Linked DNA regions of Siniperca chuatsi: region 2 is linked to region 1. A link is a contact called in public Hi-C data. All regions are on one chromosome and are shown on one strand. Each heading gives the region's core, a stretch centred on a gene start, on an enhancer-like site or on the middle of the called end of the contact. The rest is flanking DNA. Distances are from core to core; before and after follow the strand shown.

The links. A called contact is a pair of places that touch in the nucleus more often than the background predicts.
Region 2: a Hi-C map of skeletal muscle shows a contact between it and region 1, with 6 times the contacts expected there. The contact joins the promoter of zbtb17 here to the promoter of tmem82 in region 1. A contact is called at or near these places in 2 of 3 Hi-C or Micro-C datasets (skeletal muscle and an unstated tissue).

Annotation. Positions count from the first base shown.
Region 1 is chrLG10:4,941,053-4,945,598 of ASM2008510v1, forward strand. tmem82 (transmembrane protein 82) reads left to right here and starts at 1,945. Exons shown (of 6, transcript XM_044212045.1): 1 at 1,945-2,239; 2 at 2,352-2,421; 3 at 2,641-2,800; 4 at 2,980-3,394; 5 at 3,795-3,982. The coding sequence starts at 2,146.
Region 2 is chrLG10:5,074,539-5,078,816 of ASM2008510v1, forward strand. zbtb17 (zinc finger and BTB domain-containing protein 17) reads left to right here and starts at 1,873. Exons shown (of 15, transcript XM_044211617.1): 1 at 1,873-2,160; 2 at 3,554-3,819; 3 at 3,995-4,174. The coding sequence starts at 2,117.

The DNA.
Region 1 (4,546 bases), core at 695-3,194:
AAGCAAATGACAGCCACCTGTTGATGCCACTCTCTTTGAAGCCATGCAACAAAATGCTTTCTACAGTGGCGATTGATTGGAGTATTATTGCTGCTGCTGTCACCATAGCAACTACCTGTATATGTAAACCAGACTTTACATAATATCATAAGTAGCACTTAGATATAACTCTTGTGCAGGCACAATTTGATACTTTTTCTCTGTAATATTCAGGTGACTCTTTGTTGATGCATGGTTGCAACACTGAAGTTTTATTAAGACAACACATATTAATTAGAATAAATAACATTTAACAAATTGTAATATAAATGTCAATTTCCTGTATAAAAATTATGTCACGAGGTTAATGACAGAAACAAAATCCCATCAGAAATTGATGTTTTACTTGCAATATCTATATGAATATTGAATTTGGGTAATTTGGGCTTACCAGTACTATAGGATTCAAGTGATGTGGGATTAAATGCTAGAATTAAAACATTTTACTGTATTTTTGTAGAATCATATATTTTTGTCATGGCATTTGCTGCTTTGGTGGAATAACACAACCCTCCAATGACTGAACTCCCTTATGAGAGAGTCATGCCTCCTGCTTGGTATGAGACCTTGGCCATAGTTCATCTTCAGAAATCTTTTACCTTTTGTCTTTTACCTCCCTATATGACTCTTTCCCAGTGATAAAGGGCAATTTAAGATCTGTGTGGTTTGTACGTCTCCACTTTCACCACATTCTGTGCAGATACTGGACAGCAAAGCAAAACACTTAGTGTTGAAGATTTTCATGATACTCCCACTGTACAATACCTGCTGTACCTGTGGAATTAACATTTTCAGGTTTTGTTAGATTGTAACACTCAGGAGAAAATCATTTATGGGATAAACATCAGATATTATAGTTACAATGTTTGTATTATCTGCTACACCAGTGTCAGGTTAAGGGGTTAAAGATGGCTCCAGGGTTTAGGGCTTTACAGGCATCCATGGGCCCCAAGAGGAAGACTGTAACCAGTACTTATGTTGTTTTTGATGCCCTTTCGTGATGGCTGTCAGTTCATTAACATGTACGTTGTACACTGCTACCCTTCACGGACAGGCATTAAGCTTATGACCACCTGCTACACCTTTCCTTATACCTTGAAATAATATGAGCCCATGTTTCTTTATGTTCATTGTCTTTTTACACGTATTATATATACATTTTTGCGTAGGATCAAGCAATGCAAAATATTTCTAACTAACATGGGTTTTCTTGGTGATCCTCTAATGAGACATTTAGTTGAAACACGGCTTTGGAGTTGTTTATATCTACAGATATCAAGTATAAATTTTAGTTCCATCTCCTCAAAATATAGGGAATCTTAGTTTTTGTGTAAATTTACCATCATAAACACTCTTCTCCACACTTCACTCCAAAGACGTTTTACACTTTGCTTGAAACTCTTTTAACTTAATACACTTGATATTTTTATTTACTTCATATTGTATTGCTGTTTGTCCATACTACTGTTACTTGTGTATAACCATATGGCACCTATTGCATGTCTATCTGTCCTCGAAGAGGGATCCCTGATGCGTTGCTCTTTCTGAGGTTTTTTCCTGTTTTGTGTGTGTTGAGTTTCTCTTTATCCAAATCAAATATCTAAGAATGTACTGATTATATAGCCTTCTGAAATTATGGGCTGTATAAATAAACTTGACTTGACTTGAAATATTGCTCTGGGCAAAATATGATTTTTCAAAAAAGATCTATGAGATGAATAAGCCCTTGTCAGAGCAATGCCTATATTGTAGCTTGCAGACAACTTGAGAGCACAACTAATGCCTGTCATCATTTTACAGTGTAAAGTATTTCCCAATTACCTCCATTATCTTGTTATGACTCAGGCTGATGAGGGCCTCGGCTCCATCGACAATCAGATGACCTTTGGTACAGGAAACAGAACAGGCTTCTGGATGAGCAAAGTTCAAGACTGAGGCAATAGAAATAAACAGAAGAGCTGAGCTGATACTCCACATTACTGTAACCTGATCTGGAATAACCACAAAATGTGGTTCCTGAGTGTGTGATTACTTAAATTAGACTTACCTCCATGCATTTTTGTAAAAGCTGTGACCTGTGACTTCTTTTAAGTCAAAGGTAGTACGATGTTATCCTTTATCACGTCGCTTCTTCCGACTTCCTACTTCCTACCGGGGTGGTTGACTCTAGATATAAATCCACTGGATGGTTTACTTCAAGGTGAGCTCCTCATCCATTCCAACGTCTATCTTCCACATTGCTACAGGCTGTTTCTAAACGGTATGGCTGGAGTGTGTTATTGGTTGCAAATTCATTGTTATGTGACCTGCAGGACTGATAGGTGCATGTGGGATCTCTGTGCTATGCTCCTTGATGAGAGTGCACTTATTTTTAGAGGAGAGGTGAGGAAACTGCTTTTTTTTTGATAGATCTGTGCATGAAGATGAATTTGATGTTAAGTTGCATGATTAAAAGTTTTCACCATTCTCATCAAAACATTCCTATTTCAGTGCTGGTACAGATCCTTTATAGTTTACTTTCATTTCTTACTTGACCCCCCCCCCCCACACACACACACACAGCTGGAGTGATAGAAATGATAAAGATACGTCAAACCATAGGACACCCAGTCATCAAAGGAGAACTAACACTGGACTTACTGGGATGCTCCAGTTTTTCTTTGTGACTGGGATGCTGGCTGTAGTGGGCTCCCGTGTTGCCTCCCTGGTGGTACTAGAGTTTTGTCTTCGAGCAGTCTCTGGATGGGTTACAGCTGGACCAGTAAGAAACCAATTACGTGATAAATATATATATGATTTGCCCATTGCTTCTACTGCTCAATTTTGCTGAGTTAATTTCTGGAATTCACCATGTCATGATGACTCATGATTATGACAAACAGCCCATCATCTGTTTTGTTTCATCCATCAGTTCTGTTTATATGCTCCTTTATTCCCCAGGAGTCCAGGAAATTTCTGCAGCAGCTGTTAGTTCAAAGCCAGTTCTCTCTGGGCTGTGCCCTAACCTGCAGTTTGCACTTTCTGCACGAGGGGGCGTCCCAGCGCTGGCTATGCCTGCTCCTGGCAGCTGCACTCAGCTGGTTACTGGCTAGGCAGGCCACACTCCTGCTGCACCATGTCATGGCTCTGTATAAACTCCACAGCTCACAGCGCTACTGCGGCATTTGCATCAGCCTCCTCACATCAGGCCGCTGCCTGCTTCCCACGCTGTGCAGGACTATGATCATTACTTTCTCTGTGGCTGTGGTGGCCGCCATTTCAATCATCAATCAACACTTCCTCTCTGCAGCAGAGGCCCTCAGGTTTTGGACACCACTGACTATCTGCTACACACTGTTGGTCGTGTACATGCAGGGTGAGAAACATGTCAAATGGGACACATTTATGTCAGAGATTACAGTACAATGCTCATTAATTCAATTCAATTTATATAGCGCCAGTTCATAATAGAAATGATCTCATTGCACTTTTCCTATAGAGCAGGTCTAGACCGTACTCTTTTTAATATTATTTACAGAGACCCAAAAATTCCCATTAGACACTGATCGATCTGGGTAGGACCTTCAGCAATGCCACAGTCTTTAACAGTGTGATAGGACGGACCCCCTTCTCAAGACTGAAGAACACAATTATCTATGTGACCACTAATGCATCCATCATTAATTTGAGCATCCTGAACACCTCCACATACCTGTCCTATATTGTATACATTTTCACCAAATATTTCCCTTTAATGCTGGGTTTTGGTTCTGCAGAGGAGCAGCACCGTCTGCCCAGCAGCCAGGCTGTCCTGAACACAGTGGTGGTGCGTCTTGGTGGTTTGATGGTCCTGATGCTGACTGTTGGACGCTGGACCGACGTGCTCCACATCCTAATGTGTTTCCTGGGTGAGGCCAGTTGTCTAATCCCCACTATGGATCTGCTGGATGTGACATCCTCACAGGTCAGTGAGTCTCCCTGGAAGCAGCACACGGGGCCGAAAGCACTTTCTGTCCATCGGGACCCCAAAACTGGGGCAGAATATCAATGTGTTCATTAGACTGGGTCCCCAGATGAGACTGAACTTCTCAAACTTGTATCCCAGGTGGAGAAGGTTTAAGATCCCCAAGACAGATTCAGGTCAAAGTATTCTCTGATTCAGAATACTGAGCCTACTTTTCCTTTCACTGAAGTAGCCTGATTAAATTGTTCAGAATTTCAAATAAAAGCACATACTGTTAATGCAGTTCTTATCATTTTTTTTGGTTGCATGTATGCTAATTGGCTTTTTAAAAAAGTAGGTTGAATCTATTCTGCAAATAAAAAGGTTGATAAAAATTTGTTTAAGTGACATGAGTTCAATGGTACATATGAAGTTGAAACCCCAGACAAATGTTCAATATAATATTGTTGGTATTAATATAATGTATTTTTTGTGAATAATGATTATAATAATAACATATGGAAGTAGAGTCTGTAGATATTTTGACTGTCTGTAGTCTATGTTCTTCCTGGCCAGCAGCTTGCC
Region 2 (4,278 bases), core at 623-3,122, 130 kb after region 1:
AAGGTGGCTAAGCAGTGAACACCACAAGGCAAACTACTCTCAAAATCAATACAAAACAGAGTAGCATTCAGTTACTGTACAGAAGATAGAAGGTGCCTCTATTCAGTCTCTTGTGTGTCGAGGCATTTATGAGGCATCTGTCTGCTTTCATGAGAAAAGAAAGGCGCTATTCATGCAAAATCATTTTGAAGCCTTTGTTATATGGCTATAATTTACTCCACTATGTTTGAGCCAGGCTGAGGCCCTTGCATTTTGACGTGCTTCTTTCTGAGGAAGACCACATGGTTAAAAACACATTACATCATGATTTCTAATGTTGTACTGTAAGTTGCCTTGAAATGAATACCTTATACAGTGGTGTGCAAAAGTGTTTGCCCCCTTCCTGATTTCTTTTTTTTTGCATGTTTGTCACACTTAAATGTTTCAGATCATCTAACAAATTTAAATATTAGTCAAAGATAACACAAGTACACACAAAATGCAGTTTTTAAATGAAGGTTGTTATTATTAAGGGAAAACAAAATCCAAACCTACAAGGCCCTGTGTGAAAAAGTGATTGCCCCCTAAACCTAATAACTGGTTGGGCCACCCTTAGCAGCAACAACTGCAACCAAGCGTTTGCGATAACTTGCAATGAGTCTTTTACAGCGCTGTGGAGGAATTTTGGCCCACTCATCTTTGCAGAATTGTTGTAATTCAGCCACATTGGAGGGTTTTTCGAGCATGAACTGCCTTTTTAAGGTCATGCCACTGCATCTCAATAGGATTCAGGTCAGGACTTTGACTTGAAAAACCCTCCAATGTGGCTGAATTACATTAATTCTGCAAAGATGAGTGGGTTATTAAAATTTTAAATAAAGGTTTTTTGTTATAAAATTTGCTTTTGTGAATAAGAAATTTTGCTTAGATGATAAAACAATGTCTAATACCATTTTGTTCTGAACTGCAGACCTCATAAAAATACAAATATATTCGGCAAATTATTTCCAAACAATAGCAGTATGTGACGTAAAAACAAGTGTATGGTTGTTTTGCCATGAAGTCCACAGAAAGAATAATTAATATCAACGTTATTTCTTATTTTTTGCAAATAATGTTTTGTTGGATAGCATCGGTGGAGAAGTTTGAAACAGACATCTCAAAATTTGTTTGTAATCAAGTATCTTGAAGACAAGGTCCACATTTTTTTCCACTGGATATTTGAGACAAACCTTCCCCAGTCATGGATAACATCTGGAATGGTGATAATGTCTTTCTGAAAGAGGGATCTGATCCTTCTGTTCCGGGTTAAGGGCTGGATGAAAAACACATTTCTCCTACTATTGTGTCATTCAAAGTTAAAGGACAAGGAAAAAAAGGTGGTTCAGTGTTACCCTTAAATAATATAATCACACCTTTAGGAATGGCATCCATTACAATAGCAAATTCTTTTGGGGTGACAGGGATATTATAAACAGACAAAAATTCAGAATAACTCATTAGAAAACCTTTTTAATTAAATGATTGTTTTACAAATAAAATATTATTTGTAAGTAAATAAGAGACGAAATAAGTTGTGGTTAATAGGGTTATAACTCTTAAAGTCAAGTCTCTGGAGCCACATATTCAATCTTTTCTGAGTTTTATCTATAATAGGGCTGAAGTTCAAAATGCATCTTTCATCTTCAGTTTTAGTCATCACAATACCTAAATATGTTACCTGGGACTTCACAGGGATGTCATATAAATATGTATTTTTACACAGTGTAATCAGAATCAGGTTTATTGCCAAGTAGGTTTTCACATACAAGGAATTTGCCTTGGTGTTTTGGTGCATAACAATAAAAATACTAAGAGAAAATGAAAAAAGCAAGTACTGCAAGTCAAGAAGCATAAATAAAAAATAGAAAATTGACAATAAAATATGAAAACGTGTAGTGCCATCAGCCACCTAATTTATGGTAATCTGTTCGCAAGCAAGTAGGCTATTATTATCAATAGTATATATCACGTAGCTCGAGTCTATTGCGCCACCACGCGATCATCATCAGCACAGCACGTGTTCTCACTGCGCGTGCTCCTGTGATACATCCGGCCGGTCCCTATCAATCGATCAGAGAGAGGAAGATGGCGGTGGATGGACTTAACGGGGCAGGATCGATCGCCGAAAAACTCGATTGGGTTTGTTTTTCCTAACTGAGGCAAACACTACATAACACCGCCTGGTCCCGCAGTTTGAACCCGGAGTAAAGAAGCGATAACAAGGAGGTAATTCAGGAGTTAGTTTATATTAAAATGGCGCTTGCTCTAAGCGAAAAGAGCGAGCCAACTATGTAAACAACAAGGGATGAAGACAGGCCTTGCTCGTCGGTCCGCCATCTTGTCCATATACTACATGCATGTCAAGGCACGCTAAATTAATCCCTGATAACAAAGCTACAAGGATGGAGGAATTGTAATCGATGTATTGCACTGTCAAACCAAGCTGTCAAAACTTTTAGAGAAACCAAGTTTTCAGTCTCAAAACATCTATAACCTTACTGCTGTTTTAAATCCCGGCATTTTGTGTCTAGTTGCATGGTCATCAGGACAACAGTTGAATCTATATTCTGGTGTCATTCTGGTTAATTTCGTCACTCGTGGTTTAGTTAGCTTTATATTAGCTAGCTATATTTTTAATGATTGTTTTTTTTCGTTGTTAAAACATAGTTTTGAGTTGAAATCTTGTCTCTGTATCGGGTATTCCTTGATGGTGTCCTGCAGGAAAAGGAGCCTGATATCTACGTTACACCCATGAATGCAGACACCATTGCCGTTCCCTAACAGTACAGCACAAACTAGACACACCTTCCTCAAGATAAAGTACTTGTTTGACTTTTGTATTAACACAAAGCAAGCCATACCTCCGTACAAATTTAAGGATTGTTTGCATTGTAAAGTTTATTGATACAACCCATCGACCTAACCTTATTCATAGATTAATACACAGCTGGAACAGAATTCCAGGATGCAGTTACATTGTTTTCCTAAAATATTTTCAAAGTGGTCAGAGACAGTAAGTCCACGTGACAGTTTGAAATGAGGATAGTGAGAAATGAGGCTACTGTTTTTTTTTAAGCTTCTTACATGTCACTGTGCTCATTTTTGGCCAACAAAGATAGTGATTTATTACAGATTTAAAAACATATTCAAGATAAACATCCATTCATAAAAGTGCCTGACTACAGCTTTAATATTGTGGAACTTTATTAATGTTGGAGTTACATGGTTTTTTAAGGCTGATACTGCTATTCTTACTGTTTAGTTTCACACTACACTCACATCTCACACACAGGAATTATTGCTCTGGTCAGTCATCTGAATTATTAATAAAATTAGATTGCTGTACTATGCTCAGGGAGGAGACATAGTCATATCAGAGGTGAACAATATTGACTGATTAAACACTGGTAGTGTTTAATAAAAGGCCAATGAATGTCATGCCACTGTAAAGACAAACTCTGTTACCAGTCAAGCTGACTATCAGCCTTTTGAGCCTTTCTTAATGTGCGACATGTGACTTCTTGCTTGTCAGCAGTCCACAGAGTCTGTGCCTGCCTGCCGGCCTCTTCCACCATCCTCAAACCTTCAGGACGATGGACTTCCCATGGCACAGTGGGAAGGTTCTGGAGCAGCTTAACCGCCAGCGCAAGCAGGGCCTGCTGTGTGACTGTACCTTTGTTGTGGACGGGGTGGACTTCAAGGCCCACAAAGCTGTGCTGGCAGCCTGCAGTGTCTACTTCCGCACCCTCTTCCTGGACCAGAAAGATGTGGTGCATCTGGACATCAGCAATGCAGCAGGTGGGTTCCCCTCAGCCTGTGGACACGTTCACATTATGTATTTAATTGATTTTGTCATATTATCTTTCAGTGCTCTGAGTTTGACCATCACAATGCTTTACTTAAATAATAGTAAATGTACCCCACCATCACTGCTGTATAACCAGACCTTTTGTATTGTTGTTTATTGTTGCAGGTTTGGGTCAGGTCCTGGAGTTTATGTACACAGCCAAGCTGAGTTTAAGTCCACAGAATGTAGAAGACGTGCTGGCTGTTGCTAACTTTCTACAGATGCAAGAAATCGTAAATGCCTGCTCTGCGTACCAGTCAATGGCAAATACAGCTCCGTCCCTCATAACACTGGATTTTGCCGTTGGTGAGTCTAGTCTTCACATAGCTTTGTCTGTTTTTTCAATGTAAGGCTGCAGTTAATACTCAGTATAATTATTTTTTGTCTGTATCTTTTAAATTAAGAAATTA